2 separate regions of the Mus musculus genome follow, and region 2 is linked to region 1. The links are chromatin contacts, called in public HiChIP or PLAC-seq maps. All regions are on one chromosome and are shown on one strand. Each heading gives the region's core, a stretch centred on a gene start, on an enhancer-like site or on the middle of the called end of the contact. The rest is flanking DNA. Distances are from core to core; before and after follow the strand shown. Region 1 overlaps Med27 (mediator complex subunit 27). Region 2 has its middle 7.6 kb from the start of Gm30761.

Region 1 (4,162 bases), core at 978-3,477:
TCCACCAACGGGGACCAGGTATTCAAACATAAGAGCTTATGGGGGCCATTCTCACACCACCACCACCACAGTTTTACCGAGAATAGCATGTAATGTAAATCTTATGACTTATTTACTTCTAGAATTTTCTATTCAACATTTCCAGACTGCTGCTGATTGTGGATAACTGAGACTATGGAAAGCTGAGCTATAGTTATGGGGATGACTGTATTTTCATTTGAGTCTATTTGGATCTCCTTTAGATGCTGGGAGTTCTGAAGGGTAATCTTGCTCATGTGTCCACTAGCCTTTTGTCCCAATTCAATACTCTACCTGGGGTCTCCAGTTGCCCGACTGCCCATCTGCTTCTCCATCCAGTGATCTACCCAAGGGAGCTTTGTTTGCCTCACTAGTTGTGTAGTGTGTGCTCGTGTGCGCGCGCATGTGTTGTGTGTTGTTTGTGTTCTTGTATGTGTACATGTGTGCCCCTGTGTGGAGGCCAGAGGGTGTTGTTTCTCAGGCACTGTTCACTTTTTGAGCTTCTCCCACTGGCTGGCAAGTAAGCCCCAGGAATCTTCTCCAGCACTGGGATTACAGTTACCATTTCTGCCTTTCCAAATGTGAATTCTAGGCATGAAGCATAGGTTCTCATGCTTCTAAGCCAAGCACTTTACTGACTGAGGCATCTCCTTGGCCCTGCCTTCCCATCTAAAATTACATTTTATAATTCAGCCTGTTTCCTTGAATTGAATGTATCAATTCAAGCCACTATGTCATGTCATCCATAGCTTCTATGATAAGCTGGACTCTTCTGAGCATCCAGAGAAACTGGACTCTCAGACTCTCCAGTGAACAGGAAGCAGTTGGGCCACCATTGAAGGATTTTGTGTTGCAATTCTAGCTGTGAGCTCTCAGCTGCTGCTCCAGGTGCCTGCCACCATAACTTCATACCACCATCCTGGACCATAACCCTCTGGAAGCCCCAAATAAACAGGAGTGTGCTTTCCTGTTTAAACCACTGGGATAGTTTCACTGTCTTCTTGCACAGAGTGAGTCTGAAGACACTTCTTTTCCAGGAGGGAATGCACCAAGCACTGGATAGGCACATTGTAGGCACTCAGTAGGTCTCAGTTTTCTTTACCTCCCTTCCCTCAGTGTTCCCTCAATGACCCTCAGACTCGGGTGGGGCTGTCTTAGTTATTTTTCTTATTTTGTTCTTTTTTTGGTTTTTCAAGACAGGGTTTCTCTGTGCAGCCCTGGCTGTCCTGGAACTCACTTTGTAGACCAGGCTGGCCTCAAACTCAGAAATCCGCCTGCCTCTGCCTCCCAAATGCTGGGATTAAAGGCATGTGCCACCATGCCCGGCCTTAATTATTTTTCTATTGCTTTGATAAAATACCATGACCAAGACAATTTATAGAAGGAAGGGTTTATTGGGGCTTCCAGAGGGTTATGGTCCAGGATGGTGATATGAAGGCAGGTACCTGGAGCAGCAGCTGAGAGCTCACAGCTAGAATTGCAGACAGGAAACAGAAAGGGCTAATTTAGAATGGCCTATGTTTTTTGAAACTCTAAAGCCTGCCCCTATGACATACTTCTAGCAAGACCACACCTCCTAATCTTCTTCTAACAGCCTCCAGTTGGATACCAGGCATTAAATGCCTAAGGCTTATAGGGGACATCTCATTTAAACTATCACAGTGGGATAACAAAATTTAAAAAAAATAGCAACCTAGAAAGCCAGCAGTGGGTGTGGCGGCCTCCACTCTCAGCCCTTTGCTTTTAACAGAGCAGCTGTGTTGGTTCTGTGTGTGTGCACTCAGACATTGGGACTGTGGTGTTTTCACAGACAGAGCAACCACAGTGTCCTGCCAGCAGCTCGCAGGGATCCTTGGCCACAACAGTGTACTTGGGGACGTCTGCCCATGAAGCTCAAATGTAGTCATTTCCTAGCAGATGTGTCTCTCTCTCTCCTGGGGACGGTGCCTTTCCTGTTGTGACCTCCCCCTAGGAGAGGAGCATCTTTCCCAGTTGCTTAACTATTGTAGGCATGGCATGTCTCGCTTTCCAGGAGCAGTGTCACAGCCTTGGGGGCCCCGGGAAGCAGAAGCTCCTCTGCCCAATCTCCCCTTCACCTTGCTCCTAGGGGAACATTGACAGTGTCTGCGGTTTTCTGTGGCCTCAGTGTGCTTCTCAGAGAGCCTCAGAAGGCAGGCACAGGAAGTGTTTGCTGCCAGGAGCAAGGCACTACTGCTTGTTAGCAGTCTCTACCAGCCTCCCTGACTTTCCTGTCTACCCCACACTGCAGCAGAGTGGTCTTTCAGAACATAGGTTTGGTAATATAGCTCTGCTAATAAGATTGGCTAAGGACTTCTTGTGCACTGACAGTCCCGGACTGTCTCAGTTGTGCTCCAGCTTGGTGCCTGGTCACCCTGTGGTGCCCATAAGCACCCTGATGTCCCATGCTCTGCTTCAGTGGACTCCAATTCCTTTTTTTTTTTTTTTTTTGCTTGACTCATGGTTCCTCTCTTGTGTGTTTGTTTAGAATCATACACTGGGAAAATTCTGACCCCACAGCTGGGGTGAGATGCCCCTCTGTGAGCTTTTGCTACCTGCTCTCCCCATGATGATGCTATTATGACCTGACTCAGTTGAGCTCTAGGTACTGGACCAGGACTGGGGACCGTGCCATGCTGTTTGTCCTTGTATTTCTGGTGTCCACCAAAGCTCATCAGAAGAAAACAAACCAACAAGGACAACTCCCACTGGGAAAGTGGCATTTCATATCCACAGTTTTGAGAGACAGAAACGGGGAACCGTGGTAGGTCCTCATTTGTTGGTGGGTTGGGGGTCTCTGACAGCTGTAGGAGATCTGTCTTTGGTTTATGCATTCCACTCAGGGGAGGCTTGCTGAAGGATAATGCATATTAAGGTTGTTGTTGTTTTTAAAACTACTTTGGGGATATAAACAGAAGGCAAATTGTCTTGATTATTTTAAGGTAGATAGGAAAAGGACAGGATAAGGGTAAAGTAAAAGTTAAAGAAATACCTTGTCTTAGTTAGGGTTTCCATTGCTGTAAAGAGACACCATGACCAGGGCAACTCTTATAACAAAACAAAACCATTTAACTAGGGTTGGCTTACAGTTGCAGAGGGCTAGTCCATTATTGTCATGGCAGGGAGCATGGCAGCATGCAGCCAGATATAGTGCTGGAGGAGCCAAGAGTTCTCCATCTTGATCTGAGGGCAGCCAGGAGGAGACTGGAATTCCACACTAGACAGAGCTTGAGCATAGGAGACCTCAAAGCCCACCCACACAGTGACATACTTCCTCCAACACAGCTAAATCTACTCCAACAAGGCCACACCTCATAATAGTGCTACTCCCGATAGGCCAAGCATTCAAACTCATGAATCTACAGGGGCCAAACCTATTCAAACCACCACACACCTCATAGCATTGTGCAGTGTGAAGCTTGGGCCTGCTCTTCATCTTTTCAAACTTGGGAGATATGGTGTCTAAATGGGACTAAAGCGTTGGCCTTGGGGCCAGGATGCCTGGGTTCACAGTCTACTTTTTCACCGGTTTGTAACTTTGAACAATCCTGTCTCCTGGTGTGTAAACTGGGGCTCAGGACAGCCTCCACCTCAGGGTTGCTTTGAGCCCAGAGCTTATGATAAGTTAGGGTCACAGGAGAGTGGTTGACGTGCTGGGAGTTAAGCCCACATTTTACAGTGAATGTTCCGCTCTGTTTATCAGACTGCTGCAACCACAACAATGTAACTTAAAATTACACAGATTAGGCAGCGGATAGCTTAGCTAGTAAAGGGACCTGAATTTGATTCCCTCAGAACCCTTTTTTATTTGTTTATTTATTTGTATATATATATATATTTTTTTTTTTTCGAGACAGGGTTTCTCTGTGTAGCTCTGGCTGTCCTGGAATTCACTTTGTAGACCAGGCTGGCTTCGAACTCAGAAATCCACCTGCCTCTGCCTCCCAAGTGCTGGGATTAAAGGTGTGCGCCACCACTGCCCAGCCCAGAACCCTTTTTTAGAAAGCCAAATGTGGTAGTGCATACATGTAATCTCAGCAGTGGGGAGGCAGAAACATGAGGATCCCTGAGGCTTGCTGGCCAGCCAGCCTGGTCTGCTCGGTGAGTCCCAGGTTAGTGAGAGATC
Region 2 (4,162 bases), core at 875-3,374, 190 kb after region 1:
TTGATTCTTTTATTATGCTAAAATATGCATAACTACATAACTTTTGTTGTCTTCAGGGCGTGGTTTGGGTGACTTGAAGCACACAGAGCGCCATCACTGTGCCGCAGTCACTGGCATCCATCTCTAGGACACTTCTTTCTCCCCAGTGCTTCCCACAAACATCAGCCCCTCCTCCCAGCCTCAGCTCTGTTTGAACTTGACTCTCAAAGGTCCCTCGCCTGGATGGACCTGTCGCTTAACCTTTACTCACTGGCTAGTTCTCACTTAGCACAATGTCCACATATGCTCACCGGTGTTGGAGCATATGTCATCACGTCTTTCCTTCTTCTCCAGGGTGAGTGACATTCTACCGTGTAGGTGTCCACTTTTCACCCAGCGATCGATCTGAGGTGAGTGGGTGGGTGGGCACTTCTCCTGGGCTACATTGCTGCTGCCGCTGTGGGGTTGGGGTGTCAAGTCCCTGCATCCTTCTTCAGTCCTTGCTTGCTGCCAAGAATAGCTGCTCATCTTTCCCAGTTCTAGGCTGCGTTCAATTTTTAAGTATTTATTTATTTGTGTGTACATATGTGTGGGGGTGGTGAGTGCATTGGCCACAGCAGGTGAGTGGAGATCAAAAGATGACTGTTGGGAGTCCCGGTCTCTCCTTCTACCATGTGGGGCGGCAAGCACCCACACCCAATGCCTTCCAAAGCATGTGGGTGGGAGGAGATTCAGAGAGCATCTTGTGGAAGCTGGTTGCCTCCTTCCACCATGGGGTGGGGTGGGGGTCCTGGGAATTGAACCCAGGTCATAAGGCTTAGCAGCATCCCAGGAGCCACAGCTGTCTAGGAGCCCTGGTCCTGGATTGCCACCACCCACTTTTAGAGTGTGCCTCCCTACTTCAATTAACAATAAATATGTCCCTTACAGGCACGCCCAGAGGCTTGCATCTGACGGGAGTCCGGAGCCTGCCAGTTGACAACAGTAACTGTGACAGTTGTTTCTGGTTTGTTTTTTATGTACAACTTGGTGTGAAACTTGCTTTTCCTGGGAGCCTGTTGTAACATTCCATTCCATAAATCTTTTTTACTAACTTCTAAAACGTAATGTTTTGTGAAGGATGACTGAGAGCTAGCCTCCCTGGGCCCACTTCCTATGTTCTCTGACTCTCCCCACCCCCGCCCCCAGTCATTCTCTGGCTCGCTCTGGCTCTCTCCTTGGGCCCTTTCTTGGCATGTGCCTTTTCCCCTGGCCCCTTTCTCTAGGCAGGCTCCCACTCTGGGATCTCTCCCTCTGTGAACTGTCCGCCCCCACCCCCATGTTTTTGCTTTGGGCTCTTTTGATGGACAGCCTCACTGCAGCCCCCCACACACCTTTTCTCTGCTATGGCTAGTGCTGTCTCACCACAGATACCTTCCCATTATCTGAGCTATTTCCACCCATCAGTTTTCTCTTTGGTTTTCAGACCCTCTAATCCTTCCACAGGCATCTTTATCTCTGAGGTATGTTTAGGGATGGTCTGCCTCCAGGACACTGAGGTTATCCTAGCTGATACTATTTTAGTTGACAGTGGTGGGTTGATTGGGGGGGGGGCTTTACGTCTGGATTTACTTCTTGTTCTGTGGATCAGTTTGCCAGTCACTCAATGTCCTTGTGGCATTGGCCTCACAACATGTCTGAGTCTGGTGGTGTGGCAGCAGCAGCCTTGAGATCTATTTGGTTCTCATTTCCTTTCTGAATCAGCTTATCAAAGTCTAGGAAAAACCTGGGGCTGGAAAGGCTGCTCAGTGATTAGAGCACTGGCTGCTTTTGTAGAGGACCCAGTTTCCCCCGTACCCACATGGCAGCTCATGATTGGTTTTAACTCCAGCTCCAGGAGACCTGGAGCCCCCTTCTGGCTACTGTTGGTACTGCATGCATACATAAAAATAAAGGTATTTTTCTAAAAAAAGGAAAAACCTATTGACTGTAAAGAGCATATGCAGCCTTCCTGTTCATGAGCATGGTATGCCTCTGCTTTAATTTACATTCATTTCTCCCAGTGACATCGAGTAGCTTTGGGTGTCTACAACTCTTGACACAGTGATACTTACAGTTACCACACAGTGAAGTGTCTCTGGCTCGGCCCATGGCCTCTCCCAGAGGCTGAGGGTAGATGTGTGACTCAGTGAGTAATGGGGAAGTGAGAGTGGTCTGGAGACAGAAGGTGGTGCCAACAGTGTGCACATGCTTAATGCCAAGAAAACATGAGCTAAGGTAAGGTTAATGTGCGTCTTTGCCTGGCAAGGTGGTCTACACCTATAATCCCAGCACTGGGGAGTTAGAGGCAGGAAAGCAGGAGCTCAGGGCCAGCCTGGGCTACATGAGATCTCATCTGAGAAAAGCAAACAAGTTTGATGTTGTGTTTGATGTTGTATGCTCTTCCCACACTCGCTAACTCTGGGAGGCTGTCTCTGCTCGTGCTGCCGTGGGCCTAGAAAACAGGCTATGAGCTGATCTCTGAATGCAGGGACTGGGGGATGAAGCTTTTCACGTTTATTTTGCCTTTTTGTTTTTGTACAGTTTGTTTGTTTGCTTGTTTGTTTGTTTGTTTGTGGCAGGGCCTCACTACATAGCCCTGACTGGCCTGAAATTTAAAATGCTGCCAGGCTGGGTGTAACTCACGGTCCCTTGCTGCTTCACTCTTTCTATCTCCTGAGTTCGGGGATTAAAGGTGCCCACAACTATGCCCAGCCTTCTGGCCTTTTCTTTTCTATTTTCCTTCTTTTCTTAAGGTTTATTTTCATTTGTGTGGGGGTGTGGGGATGTATATGCAACAGCTGTCCACGGAGGCCAGAAGAGAGTCTCAGGTCCCCTGCAGCTGCAGTCATAGGCAGTTGTGATCTACCTGGGTGCTGGGAACTGAACTGTGGTCCTCCGTAAGAGCAGCAACGATTCTTAACCACGGCTCATCACTCCAGCCCCTCTGAAAGAGAAGCTGAAAGCTGAAAGCTTCTCTGTGTTTCTCTGCTTTCGTGTGTGTGTGTGTGTGTGTGTGTGTGTGTGTGTGTGTTTGTGTGTGTGTGTGTATGTGTGTGTGTGTGTGTTTAGGGAGCTTGAAACACACACACACTTCTTCCCCTCAAGACAGGGTTTCTCTGTATAGTCCTGGTTGTCCTGGGATCCACTCTGTAAACCAGGCTGGCCTTGAACTCAGAGATCTGCCCCCATGCCCAACTCAGACATGCATAATATTGAAAAAAAAAAAAACCTTAAATACAGAAAAGTGAGGAGAACAATAAAACATTGATGTATGTATTACTTTTGCAGCTTCAAAAAAAATCTATACTATGAGAAAAAAAATCAATGTTCTCAACCAAAACAAAAATGAAAAAAAGGAACAACGTAATTATTTGAAAAATACCCCTGGCTAAGCTTCAGTCAGAAAGTCAGGGGCAGAGTCGGGTTCCCCCTCCCCCACCCTCCCAGCACCTGTCCCTAGCCAGACAGTGGCTAGTGGGGCCACTTTAGGAAGACTGGATGGATCTTCGATCAGCCTTGACCCCCAACCCTGAGTCCATTACAGGCAGACACTACTCTTTTAAATCTATAGGATGGGCACTGTCCTGCATCCTACAGTTCCTTGTATTTGGGAAGCCAAGAGTTCAAAGCCAGCTTGAGCAATGTAGCAAGACTCCAGAAGGAAAAAAAAGCAACAGCAACAACAAAAACTGGAGGAGAGAGAAGGAAGGGAAAGGAGGCGGTTCTGGGCGGTTCTGGGCAGTTCTACTCTTGCTGGTTTTGGGAGCCTGATCTCCACGTACTAAGTCATCATGTCTAAACAGCATCTCAAACAAGTATCAAATGCGTTTTTGTGCTTCTTATTAGTTTGGATCCTGCTCCATGCTTCAGCCAAAGTCTGTAGTTCTAAGGCCCTGCCTAAGGCTACACCCCAAGACAGGGAACCCTCATCCCTGGAGAGCCAAGCAGGATGGGGACACGCAACCCAAGTATTGACTCTGATACACAAACCAGGGCTCAACCGCACATGGAGCAAAGAGTGAAGCACTTTTTCTGGGGCGTCTCGACCTTGTATTCTCTCTCTCTCTCTCTCTCTCTCTCTCTCTCTCTCTCTCTCTCTCTCTGTGTGTGTGTGTGTGTGTGTGTGTGTGTGTGTGTGTGTGTGTGTGTGTGTGTATTTGTG

What was found. HiChIP or PLAC-seq counts read pairs in DNA pulled down with a chosen protein or histone mark.
Region 2: a RAD21 HiChIP or PLAC-seq map of pro-B cells shows a contact between it and region 1, with 2.6 times the contacts expected there. The contact joins two enhancer-like sites. A contact is called at or near these places in 1 of 15 datasets of contacts at CTCF or cohesin (pro-B cells), 8 of 484 Hi-C or Micro-C datasets (B cells, bone marrow-derived macrophages, embryonic somatosensory cortex and 5 more), 3 of 115 datasets of contacts at active chromatin or transcription factors (bone marrow-derived dendritic cells, embryonic stem cells and pancreatic cancer cells) and 5 of 9 other capture datasets (adipose tissue, embryonic stem cells, liver and 2 more).

Annotation. Positions count from the first base shown.
Region 1 is chr2:29,363,319-29,367,480 of GRCm38.p6, forward strand. All of the region lies in intron 2 of Med27 (mediator complex subunit 27), which reads left to right. Among named protein-coding and RNA genes, the nearest start is that of Med27, 19 kb to the left of the region's middle. Within about 2 kb of position 2,228, at least 30 of the 459 cell types and tissues checked have an H3K27ac peak or open chromatin away from gene starts, as enhancers often do. A contact at or near this core is called in pro-B cells, where this site is marked.
Region 2 is chr2:29,552,302-29,556,463 of GRCm38.p6, forward strand. No RefSeq gene overlaps it. Among named protein-coding and RNA genes, the nearest start is that of Gm30761, 7.6 kb to the left of the region's middle. Within about 2 kb of position 2,125, at least 17 of the 459 cell types and tissues checked have an H3K27ac peak or open chromatin away from gene starts, as enhancers often do. A contact at or near this core is called in pro-B cells, where this site is marked.